Linked DNA regions of Pan troglodytes: region 1 is linked to region 2. The links are chromatin contacts, called in public HiChIP or PLAC-seq maps. All regions are on one chromosome and are shown on one strand. The core of a region is the stretch at or near the end of the contact, and the rest is flanking DNA. Distances in the headings are between cores, read along the strand shown.

Region 1 (6,257 bases), core at 2,690-5,189, 200 kb before region 2:
CTGACCTTGCAAGTTGATTTTAGAATATTTCTGAAACTATCATTATATCTCCTCTTTCAAATAAATCTGTTTGTCCTCAGGCTCCAACATTCATAATAAATAGAACACTTTCTAATTTAATGTTACTTTGATTACCAGCATTGCAACAGTACTTTTTCCAACATGTTATTCTTCCCTAGGGTGAGGTCTTTGCAGTGCAGGCTAGCAACCCAAAGCACCATTTACAACCCTGTTTCTATGAAGAAAAATGCTCTGAAAGTTCCAAAGAGCCAATGCACACAAATACTTGCAGGACACAATGTTTTTAAGTTGGGGACAGTTAATATTTATGAAATGTGTTCAAAACAAAACCGTATCTTTCAACAGGAGCCTGCAGGAACAGAGGGCTCCTGCCCTCACCGCCCCTGGCACCCACGCCCCCTCAAAAAAATGTGATTGGAATTCTATAAAAATAATCTGCCACTCAGGCAGTTCCAAAGTAAATTGAGGAAGAGCAAAAACATGGAATCAGAAATATAACAGTAGACTCCAATTTGCATACAAATAACACTGATAGTTTCCTTTAAAACTCTGGTTAATTTCCACCTTAATATATCTCATGTAAAATTGAGAGTGCCCACTGAAGTATTGAAACTTCAAGATTAATATTCACAATGAATCATTTTTTACGTATTACATTTGGATTTTTTAAAAAATAAGAGCAAAGACCTATTGTGACCTAGAAAATCTCCCATTAAAAGATTTTATCAGAAATCTAACTTGTTGAAGAATTTCAGTCATTATTTACTATACATGTAGATTAAATTCATTTCTTTTACTAGATTAAGTTTTATTTAAAGTGAGAGAACAAAAATCCTCAAAAGGATTCTTCCACAAACTTCTAACTAGTACTGCCTAGAAACTTCCTAAGAAATGTTCTTACACTTCAATTTTTGAGAACTTATAATTTTATAAAAATATAAATTTATCAGTTTTATAAAAATATTGCCAATTTTTCCTCTGTAACTCTGCTCATAATTATTACTATATTTCATTTTAGGCATGTTAATGTAAAAATTAAATCTACCTTTTGGTAATTTCTCTTGAAAGTAGAAAAATCTAAGCAACAACATTTATTTGGGGATTTCTTTGTAGTGTTTTGTGGTATCACTGATGATCAGGTTTTTAAAAAATTATTTGATTCAAAGATATAATCTTGAAACACAAAAATTTACAAATTATCAAAGAAATACACACAAACATTAAGTATTGAAAAAGGAAAATGTAAGAATTAAGTTTGCAAGCAAATCTGCAAAAATTACAAGAGAGTTATACTTCAAAAGGACTGGCTGGCCAAATAAAAAAACATAGCAAGTATTTTTTTAAAAATCCCACAAAATTACTAAGGTTCTTAGGTTTACATTAGACCATCCATAATGAGAAACAGCAATTTCAGCACTATCATTGCATTCATAAAGATGGTGACATTACCTTCAGGTAGATGTGGCTAGGGAGTCTTGACTTAGGGGACAAAGTCAAGGTTTCATTACTTGGAGGACAAGAACCAATCACCTTTATTTTATCTCAGGGTACAAAGTACTTTTTTCAATGGCAGAATGTCAAGTGCTTTGTAGTACTGAAATCAGAGGAAAGTGTCCGATTTTGCTTCTACAAAATGCACAATTTTACTTGTTGACTATTTTCTACTCCTCCCTTACCATGAGCACACAGGGCTTCATGTGATTATTTTAAAGAGGATGCATAATTCGATTGCTATGCCTCTTCAGATACCTTCTTTGTGAATTTTTCAAATTTGCTCTGGCCCAAATATTGGTGTTCCCATATAGTTCTTATCCCACCTAATGTACACAGACACCCTTTAATATGTACCTATAATCAACCACCCATGTTAACTTCTTGTTTAACATATTATCAAAGCCAGGCTGCAAGTATAACCCTGTCATTTAAGAAATACGGAAAATAAGAAAAAAATCTTAAAATAAGCTTCATGATGAACTTAAAAAGAATAGTTACTTTAAAAGATTTAGAAACAACATAGATAAATTTAAAGTTTTTAGGGGAAAAAAATCCTTAAACCCACGTACTAAATTTTTAATATTTCCACTACAGAAGTTAAATGCCCAAACTGATTTGGTATCAAAATTAAAGTGTCAGAAATAGAATTAAGTTATAACTTTTATTTATCACCATTTTAACATATACTTGAAAGTGGAATTTATTGTTTTGCTGGAATACTTAATAACATTAATTTGAAATAAAGCTTCTAAATATTTCTGGGGCTATAATTCCATTCTTAAAACATAATTTTTAAACTAATAAATCATTCCAAAAAAGGATGATCATAAAGAGATTAGCGTTTGGGGTAGTTAACCCAGTTCCTATTTATCTATCCATTCAAGAGGTAACTCAGTTTTAAGGATGTTGTTAGAAACATTATTTCACAGTGATTCAAACCTTTCAGCCTATGCACAACCTACAAATGCATAATCGTTTGAAATAAAAATTGCCTTTCCATCATTAAAGAAAAATCATCCTTGTTTTCTTTTTCAGTCCTTCTGAACTTATTACCCTGCTTGGATATGCTGCACTCTTCTGGACATAGAATTTCATAGCAGGTATCAAAATAACCAAGCCATAAAGCCAGCTTTATCAAACAATAATTTCCTATTAACAAGAACTTTGAGTGTATGACTCATTTTACACAAAACAAGTAGACGACAAATAATGATGGTTAAAATTAATAATTAAATAATTAAATGAAAACTAGTAAGGATTTCTGATTACTTTTCTACTTTCTCATACAGCTTAACACCTGGAAACAACTGTACTGGAGCCACCTTCCCGAAAGGTGCCAGCTGTTTCCTTTGTCTTAAGCACAAACAGAACTAATGTCACATTTCCAGAGAAGGGTAAGGATGAAATAAGGCGACTACAAACCAGCTTTCAGAAATGCGAAGTCAGTCAACGTTTTCCTCTCTGATAACCCCTTATTTGTGGAGCAACAGGGGAATTACAACACATTTTGGAAAATAATTTCTATTGGACCAACTCCTCACTTCGCTGGAAGTAGTCGGATCCAAGACTTAATTTCAACACAGTGTTCGACTTATTGCTTGAAGCTACCGCAGCATAAAACTCGTCTTCGAATGGAAAATTTGACCAACTTCTATGAGGTAAATGAATAGTGAAAGTAGGGGTGGGCGGGAGAGACATACAAGTTTTTTCGGTTTTTTGTTTTTTGGGGGAAGAAAGGGCGCATACGAAAAAAGTCCTAAGCAAGCACAGAACTGTATCTCTTAGGATGTAAAAGGATGTTATACCAGAGAGCTCAAAAGCTCCCAGGGTCACGGCTCCCCTAACCGAGGGACTTGGGGTTTCACTGCTACCAGGCACCCGGGGAACCCCGGCCTTGGATAAAAAGAGGGTAACTGGAGTAAAGCCGTGCTTCTGAACGACCCAGCGCCCAGGACCCCCTGCCAGACCCCGCCTTTCCCGGGACCCCCTCGGGAGCGCCCCCGACCGCCCCGCACGGGTCGGAGGAGGAGGCAGAGAGGTCCCGCGCGGACCCAGGCGCCTCCCGGGCCAGTCGAGGATCAACCACCCCGGGGACCCCTGCCGAGGCCAGCGCAGGATAAACTCCCCGACCCCGAACTCTGCCTGCCGCTTCTCGGCGCTGGGCCTCAGCCACGGGTTCGACCGTCCTCCTCACCGCGGCTCCCGCCTACCTCGCGCCTCCCGGCCCCGCGACCTCCCCGCCGCCGGCCGGGCCCCGCCGAGGCTGCGCTTCCCGTAAACTCCCCGCCCCGCGCATCCCCCTCCTCGCCTCGGCCCCGCCCCCGCGGGACCCTGGGCGGCGCGTGATTGGCCCGGCCGCGCCGTCACTCTCCGGCCGCGTCGCCTCCCTCGCTTTCTACCGCCCCAAGACCGGCAGTGAGATTAGTGCTCGCGGGGCCTCGGCGGAGGGTACCGTGCTGCTCTACTCGCTGCCATTCGCCCGCAGGTCGGCGCGCTCGCCCACCTGAGCCGCGCCGGGGCTGCGGGACCGCGGGACAGCGCGCTCAGCCCAGCCTAGGAAAGAAGCAGCAGTCTCAGCGCGGAGATGGGGAGCGGGCGAAGTTGACGAGTCTCCCGCCCACGCTGCGCCCCTCCTGCCCAGAGGTGCGCTGCCCCTCCCCGAGGTTCTCGCGCGCTGCCCTGCCCCCCTCCTGCGCGGGACACCCCTCCCCTACCCATGGGACCTGAAAACTTCACCCCAAGTCCAAAGAGTGGGCTGCGAGGGCGGTGCCCGGAGCTGGACAGGACTCTGCTCAAGGGGAGCGGTCCTGGAGGCTCGCCAGGAGTCGGAGGGCGGAGACCCGCTGGAAACTTTATCATCGCCGTAATTACTACGTTTTACTGTTTCTCTCCCCGCAGGGGCTGCAGCCAGCGGTCTGTCGCGCGTGCCTGTGTGCCCGAGGAGCCGCCCCGGGGAGAAGACCCGGCGCGGAGTTGTTCCCCCAGGGAGGATCCGCAGCCCAGCCGAGGGGGTCGGGCGGCCTGGCTACGCAGGACCCAGCCCCGCAGCCGCGGACTCCCAGCGGCGGCGAAGTTTGGCTGCTGAGCGGCGCGGCGCCGGACCACTGGACGGCGGGAGCGATGCCCGTGGGGGGCCTGTTGCCGCTCTTCAGCAGCCCCGCGGGCGGCGGCCTGGGCGGGGGGCTCGGCGGCGGCGGTGGCAGGAAGGGGTCGGGCCCCGCCGCCCTCCGCCTGACGGAGAAGTTCGTGCTGCTGCTGGTATTCAGCGCCTTCATCACGCTCTGCTTCGGGGCGATCTTCTTCCTGCCAGACTCCTCCAAGCTGCTCAGCGGGGTCCTGTTCCACTCCAGCCCCGCCTTGCAGCCGGACGCCGACCACAAGCCCGGGCCCGGGGCGCGCGCCGAGGACGCGGCCGAGGGGCGAGCCCGGCGCCGCGAGGAGGGGGCACCCGGGGACCCGGAGGCCGCCCTGGAGGACAACTTGGCCAGGATCCGCGAAAACCACGAGCGGGCTCTCAGGGAAGCCAAGGAGACCCTGCAGAAGCTGCCCGAGGAGATCCAAAGAGACATCCTACTGGAGAAGAAGAAGGTGGCCCGGGACCAGCTGCGTGACAAGGCGCCGTTCAGAGGCCTGCCCCCGGTGGACTTCGTGCCCCCAATCGGGGTGGAGAGCCGGGAGCCCGCCGACGCCGCCATCCGCGAGAAAAGGGCAAAGATCAAAGAGGTGAGTGGGCCGCGCCAGAAATCCCTGCCGACCGGCCGTGTTTTTCAGGGAGAAACGGCAAGCCTTTGAAACTCTGAAGACTGCAACAATGCAATGTATGGGGAGATGGAGGTTTGCCCCTTCCACCAGGTGCTGTGTCAAAAGCTCTTTCTTTTCCTGTTTCCAATATAGTAGTAGATGTGTCCAGTAAGATCTAAGGTCAAATCTCGTTGCTTTTAATTTGCATGCTCTTGCTCTGGTGACCACAAGCCACACGAGGTGGGTATAAATACATGGGCAGGTAATACACAAACCTCATTCTCTGGCCGCTACACGGTTAATCGCCCCACCAGTAACAGCGACGGCACTGATCAGCCCCCTGGTAAGGATTGGGGACGTGGCTTTAAAGTGAGTCTTCACGCGTGGTAAAGCTAGCCAGCATACCCCGGGTTCAGCTGTGTGGCCCTTGTCTGCCAGGTGGCATTCTGTGTGTACTTTCAGACTATAAAGGTGAAACCTGAGAACTTCCCATCATCGAGGGATACTATTGTTTACTTTTTTAAAAAATGAAAATATAAAAAGCCAGTCGGCTGCCTCTTGTATTTCTAATGCACAGCCAGAAATAGGGTATTCCATGTGATGCAACAGGTTTGCCTCCACAGCAGCACAATGGTGACAAACTTAATCCAGGATAAACATGGACTTTGATACATCTTTCCTAATTTCCTTCTCGTAATTTTCAGTTAGAACTTGAAACATGTGATTAGGTCAGGACCAGCTTAAAGCTGAAAGGGGCCGTAAAAAGTCCTTTCAGGCTGTCATTTTCAAGATGAAAATCGAAGGGCCCAGAGCTCTAGAACCCGTTAGTGATGAGTCAGGACTTGAAGCCCGAGGTCCGAACTTCCCCCAGTCACCTGTCACCACGCGGTCTGTGGACATGCCTCCTCTCTGAGCTACTTCCCTGTGTGAAACGGTGCCAGCCTGCGTTTTACATAGAAAAGCTGTAGGAACCACATTAAAAGCATGTCATTCCAAATCTT
Region 2 (6,433 bases), core at 2,806-5,305:
ACCCCGTCTCTACTAAAAATACAAAAATTAGCTGGGCGTGGTGGTGCATGCCTGTAATCCCAGCTATTCGGGAGGCTGAGGCAGGAGAATCGCTTGAACCCGGGAGGTGGAGTTTGCAGTGAACCGAGATTGTGCCATGGCACTCCAGCCTGGTCAGCAAGAGTGAAACTCCAACTCAAAAAAAGAAAGAAAAAAAAAAGACTTAAACTTCTCTCTGATCATGAAAAACCACAAAACCGAAAATCATATCTTCATGTATTTATTAATTCTCAGCTTTCCACCAAAGTTTTGATCTGCTGACCACAGACATCACTGTGACAACATTGAACTTTCAAGGATCTCAGAGTCATATTTAAAGCTTATTTGCCAAAACTATGTGGCCCACCCCTCTCCAACATCTGAACATATTTTTCCTTAGTTTTGACTTTTTAGACTCTCTACTATTATGAGTAATTTTGTTGTTCCTGATTCCTTTATTTTATCTTATATTCTTTTCTTGTATGATGTCTGTGGTCAGAAGATCAAAACTTTGGTGGGAAGCTGAGAATTAATAAATACTTGAAAATATGATTTCCAACAGTAGCTCCGTGAAATAGGTATCCCATGTTGTGTCTCAGTTTTCCAGATGCAGAAGTTAAGGTGACGTGTCAAATTATGTACTGTTGCGTTTTGAGTCTTTTCATGTTAAAAGAGGGTGGTGCTTGCTAGAAAGAAGTGGATCAGAACTTGGAATTTCTATAATTGGCGAGAGAGATCTTTGTCTTTCTCATATGCCCATAAGCCTAGTCCTGTCAGCTGATACCATCTTCTTCTTACTAATAAATTACCAGTCTGGCTAAGTAATGAAAAAAAAAAAGATGGAAAAAGAACTGTCAGATGATGCAGTGTTTGCTCTGGGAAGTACCAGGGCCACAGAGAGGAGGACCAGTTACTGGAAGAAAAGAAAGAGAGATGGGGGAGAGCGCAGCAGTTTCAAATGAAAAATTAAATTAATTTTAAAATCTAATTTAAAGCAAAATAGAGCAGCAGATGTGGAGGGAGTTGAAACTCCTCCTTGAATTGTATCCCCTAAACTTTCCTGTTCTTTCATTCAGCCTGAACATCATCCTATTTATACCAAATAGCAAAACTGGATTAATTAAGAAATAAAATACTCCAGACAGTTCATTTCTAGGGATGGTTTGTACACAGCATGTATGAGAGGAATGAAATGCTTGAAATTTTAATTTCTCCAGAAAAAAAAGACCACCAAGGCTTCCTACCTCAAACTTTAAAAGCATATTTTCCTATAAAGCTGTCCTAATGATCTTTATGTCCCAGAATCAAGTATTAGTAAAATATGTATTTATTTTTGCAGCTTTTTTTTTTTTTTTTTTTTTTTTTGGAGATGGAGTCTCACTCTTGTTGCCCAAGCTGGAGTGCAGTGGCACTATCTCAGCTCACTGCAACATTTGCCTTCTGGGTTCCAGCAATTCTCCTGCCTCAGCCTCCTCAGTAGCTGGGATTACAGGCATGCGCCACCACACCCAGCTAATCTTTTTTTTTTTTTTTTTTTTTTGTATTTTAGTAGAGATGGGGTTTCCCCACGTGGCCCAGGCTGGTCTCCAACTCCTGAGCTCAGGCAATCCACCCGCCTCAGCCTCCCAAAGTGCTGGGATTACAGGCGTGAGCCACGGCGCCTGGTCCACAGCTCATTTATTCTAACACCGAATACTTATTATTGAACCCTTCTATGAGTCAGGAGCTGTACAGGCTTCTCTGCTGTGTAGGTGGTTTTAGAGACTCTGATGGCTTACAGACAGTTAGGATGCCAAGATCCAAACTCAAGTTACAGGCCAGATAGGTTCTGCAAGACTTCTGCACAGTTGTCATCAGCGAGACAGTTCATATCAAGTAATTAAAGAATAAAACTGTTTCCTTTGTGCTGCTGCAGAACAAGTGTTAAAAAAAAAGCAGCCACCAAGGAGCCCTGCTATGAATCATGTGCCTTTCATGAGGTGAACTTCCCCTCCCCAGAGATGCGTGAACAGCAAATCAGGAATCCACGTCCCCACACTCGGTACTGCTGGTTTGTCTTGTGTTAGCCATGGATCTGACATCTGCCAAAACGCCTCGCAATGTAATCATGAGTGTTGTCTGGTTCTACCCTCACCTTGTATAAAACCATTCTTTATACACTGGCCTTTCTATTTAATAATCTCTGCTCAAGGTATTTAAATGGTCCAAAAATCTAAACAACAGCTTGATCGAAATCTGCTTTTGGATATTCTTTTCTTTTCTGCACACGTTTAAGCATCACAGTGAAAAGTGGGTTCTAGTAACAGGTAGGAGAAACCAGCTGGGAATATTCCTGTGTGAAGCTACTGGTTAGAAAAAGTGGTGGCCGGGCGCAGTGGCTCACGCCTGTAATCCCAGCACTTTGGGAGGCTGAGGTGGACGTATCACAAGGTCAAGAGATTGAGACCATCCTGGCCAACATGGTGAAACCCCGTCTCGACTAAAAATACAAAAATTAGCTGAGCATGGTGGTGTGCGCCTATATTCCCAGCTACTCTGGAGGCTGAGGCAGGAGAATCGCTTGAACCTGGGAGGCAGAGGTTGCAGTGAGCCAAGATCATGCCACTGTACTTCAGCATGGTGACAGAGCAAGACTCCATCTCAAAAAAAATAAATAAATAAAAAAGATAAAGTGGAGATCCCACTAGCCACATCAACAGCAATAGTGTCGAACATTTACTGGCTGCTTACTAGGAGGCATGCCCTGGGTCACATACATCCATGCTATATTAGTTTGCTAGGGCTGCCATAACAAAGCACCACCAACTGGGAGCTTAAACAACAGAAATGTATTGTCTCACGGTTCTGGAGGCTAGAAGTCCAAGATCAATGTGTCAGTAGTGCTGGTTCCTTCTGAGGGCTGTCGGGGAGAACCTGTTCCATACCTCTCTCCTAGCATCTTATCGTTTGTTGGCAATTTTGGGCATTTGTTAGCTTACAGATGCCTCATCCTGATCTGTGCCTTCATCTTCACAGTGTTCTCCTTGTGTGGGCACCTCTGTGTCCAAATTTCCTGTTTCTATAAGCACATTAGTTGCACTCAACTAGGGCTCACTCTAATGACTTCATGTTAACTTGATCATCTGCAAAGACTCTATTTCTAAATAAGGTCACCCTACAGGTACTGGGTGTTTGGACTTCAACACGTTTTCTGGGACACAAACCAACCCCTAACACATGCATTGTCTCATTCAGGCTCACACCAGCATCATGAGGCAGGGGCTATGATTACTGACATTACAAACCAAGACGGTGAGACTTAGAAAGCTTTGCTTATGCTTTTCTATTGCATCTACTACACAGATAGTAGAACTAGGGTATGGATGCAGACAGTTTGATGCAAAAAACCTGCTCTTAATCACCACATGAGATTTCCAAAAGAGCATGAGGAACTTTCTCCACCTTTCAGTTGCTTGGCCATAGGTTACACACTGGAGTCATCCACTCTACTCAGAAGAATACTAGCTACCCTTGGTTGAACACCTATTACATACATTACATTATCTCATTTAGTCCCCTAAACAAATTTAGAAGTTCAGTACTCTTTATCCCAGTTCACAGATAAGCAAATTGAAAGTCAAAGAAGTAGAGAGCAGCTGGCCAAGAAAGCAAGAAAGAGTTGAGCCAGGACTCAGGTTGCCCCCGGCCACTACCCATCACCACTTGAGCCTGAAGATGTATTTTCTCCACTGTGCTGTGCTGCCTTTCATGCAAAGCTCAGGGCATACCAGGCTATGATTCACTCACATGAAAAAATCAGAGGTCTGAGTAAATCTCACAGTGCTCATTTTTAAAAGGGTACACAAAACAAATCTCAATTCCAAAGAATTTGGATCAGCCAAGAGAAGGCATGGGAAAATATCAAATGTTTGTATGATTACCTGGGCAACCTTTTCTGTGCTATGTAAATGTGTAATGACTAATCAACCAGGACGGCCAAGGGATTTGTTTCTAGAGATAGGCAATTTTCATTTGTGCCTGTGATTGGCTCAGCTCTGCGTGTGAAGAGGGAAAAGGCTTCCGTTTATTTAGCATAATGATGGACCAAAACAAAAGAAGAAATCATTTCACTCATGCTTAGGTAAGACATTTCCATCTTTCTTAAATCTTTGTGTGTCTATTTTTGTGTTCATAGCAACCGGCAGACTATTTAGAACAGAAATGTGCATGCGTTGAGTACAAAGCGAAGACAGCATTGGGCGGTGGGATGCGTGCTGAAGAGGGATAGCTAATGTTTGGCAAGTGTCAAAAACAAATGGCCATTGATCAGGAAGAATCCTTAGCAAAATAAGATCAAGATTTTCTGGGGGCTATTGACCATTACCAGTTTTCACTTTTCTGACATTCATTAAAAAAAAAAAAAATACAGATCCTGACTCCCTGGAGCTTTGCAGTTTGCCAACTTTCTGAGGGCATTGCTAGGTTTATAGTGCCATCATGTGGCCACTTCTCAATCTGTTCAAAAATTCTGCTGGATCTAAGCCTGGCAGGATGACTGAATGATTCCAGTTTCATGGTGCTGGGAGGCTTGTAGAACAGTGCTGGCTAGTCACACATCTGATGCAGGCAGCAATAGTGTGCTGGGGAAGGGGTTAAGAAAGAAAGAGCTGAGAGGCTCCCTGCAGACAGAGCAGGGGCGGGACAAAGAGAATCCAGACAGTTGGACTTGGCCGTGGGGACAGGCAGCTGGCAGAGAGGACATTTACCCAGTGGGGGTTAGGGCCATGCTAGTGGGCTTGGGTTCATATGCAACACTTTCATCACTGAGAAGAATGTGGCTAGGCTCCAGCTCTCGTGGGGTAGGTGGGACTGGGAAATAAAATAGCAACTGGAGCTAAAACCCAGTTACAGTCTTCCCTGGTCACTGGCTCTTAGAAGAAGACAGGCATTCCATGCACCTCACTCAGGAGACCACCAGAAGTCCAGCCAAGCCCTGCCTGGGCTCTTTCCCAGGAAACTGCTTCTGCTGACACTCTCCTGGCCACGATCTTCTTCCCAGCAGAGGAAGAAATCTTGTCCATATAGGAGAAGTTGAGGTATGGAGTTTCATTGCTAGGCAGGGAACTAGGGTGGGTGGGTTGACAGTAAGCAGGTTATAGGTTCCATGGAAATAGACAAAGACCAACCAAATGAGAAAAAGCAAAGGCTATTTATTCTGAGCTTGCTATAGCAATGAAGTTGGCCACCATCACTTGCATTTTGTCAGAGACCCCATCACAGGCAAAGCACTGGGAAAGCTTTAGAGTGGAAAAAAAGGGAAGTCTTGAGGTGTGCCCTGATGGGAGGCTGTTGGCCTGGGGAAGCTGCAGGTGGGCTAACTGGAAGCAGGGCACACTGTGTGATTGGTTAGGGGTAGGTACAGATTTGGCTTTCTCTGGTTGTTCCTAAATTTAAAATGGTGACAAAAGTTAGGGAAGTTGTCGGTTATTAATCAGGTCCTGGCCATTTTTGGCTGATTGTTACAGTAGTTATTGTTCAGCTTCCTGGATTGTCACCAGAGATAGCAGCCTGGCTTCCTACAAGTCTGAGTTCGAGCAGGCTGACTTCCTGGGTTATTTATTGTACATAAGGGGGTTGGTTTCCTTCTCTGGTACAGAGAGTGGGTCAAAGATCTATTTTTACATGTGGTCTGGTCTGTTTCTAGATTCAGTCTATCATCTCTGAGTCATCCCTGCTATGACTCAAGCAAGGATCAGCCTGGCAAGAGGTGGTGGGGGTTGGGAGCCCTCATCTTATGTCAGCAAACAATGAGGAGTTGGAATTGGCAAAAGGCCCCACCCACCCCACCCTATCCCCAGTTAGAATCAAGTCTTCAAGGGGACAGGACCAGTTGGAAGCCCAGCGATTAATACCAGGTTGTATCATCGCTCAGACCCACAGCTAGGATGCACCCACGCTAAACCCTCTTCCAGCCACTACTATGTAGCTGAAGCAACTTGATTATTTGCTGCCTTAGTCATGACTGGATGAGGAACTTGGAAGAGACTTCAGATTCAGGAGAAAGAGGAGGAAGTGGTGCTTGTGTTCGTGGTATTGATGTTAGGGTGGCACATTTTGTAGGCATCTGGGAGACAAAAAAACAAAAACAAAAAAACAGAGCCTGCCACTGCCCCCGCTGGATGTCTTAGTGCCTCTAACTAGGGTTTAGGGCCCTGGCTCTATCCTGCTAGTAAACTACATTTGGTTTTTTCTGGAATGTAGTGACTATCATGTGGAAAGGGCAAGAGCTATAAATGCAAGCCTGGGGGTGCACATCTCTGGGAGGAAACCCTGGGTACAGGCACTCCTTTTTAATTCAAGGAGAGTCGGAAGAGCTCCAATCTGTGCACCAGGGGAGAGGGCGACTATTCCTTTCCTGCTAGTGATTTTAACTCTA

Evidence for each region. HiChIP or PLAC-seq counts read pairs in DNA pulled down with a chosen protein or histone mark.
Region 1: a contact with region 2 is called in an H3K4me3 HiChIP or PLAC-seq map of stem cell-derived excitatory neurons, with 12 times the contacts expected there. The contact joins the promoter of MAN1A1 here to the promoter of FAM184A in region 2. A contact is called at or near these places in 3 of 7 Hi-C or Micro-C datasets (blood, induced pluripotent stem cells and stem cell-derived neural progenitor cells) and 1 of 1 datasets of contacts at active chromatin or transcription factors (stem cell-derived excitatory neurons).

What each region holds. Positions count from the first base shown.
Region 1 is chr5:131,244,067-131,250,323 of NHGRI_mPanTro3-v2.0_pri, reverse strand. It overlaps MAN1A1 (mannosidase alpha class 1A member 1), which reads left to right and starts at 3,939. Exons shown (of 13, transcript XM_518868.8): 1 at 3,939-4,158; 2 at 4,414-5,238. The coding sequence starts at 4,636.
Region 2 is chr5:131,043,245-131,049,677 of NHGRI_mPanTro3-v2.0_pri, reverse strand. FAM184A (family with sequence similarity 184 member A) reads left to right here and starts at 4,055. Exons shown (of 16, transcript XM_063813399.1): 1 at 4,055-4,138.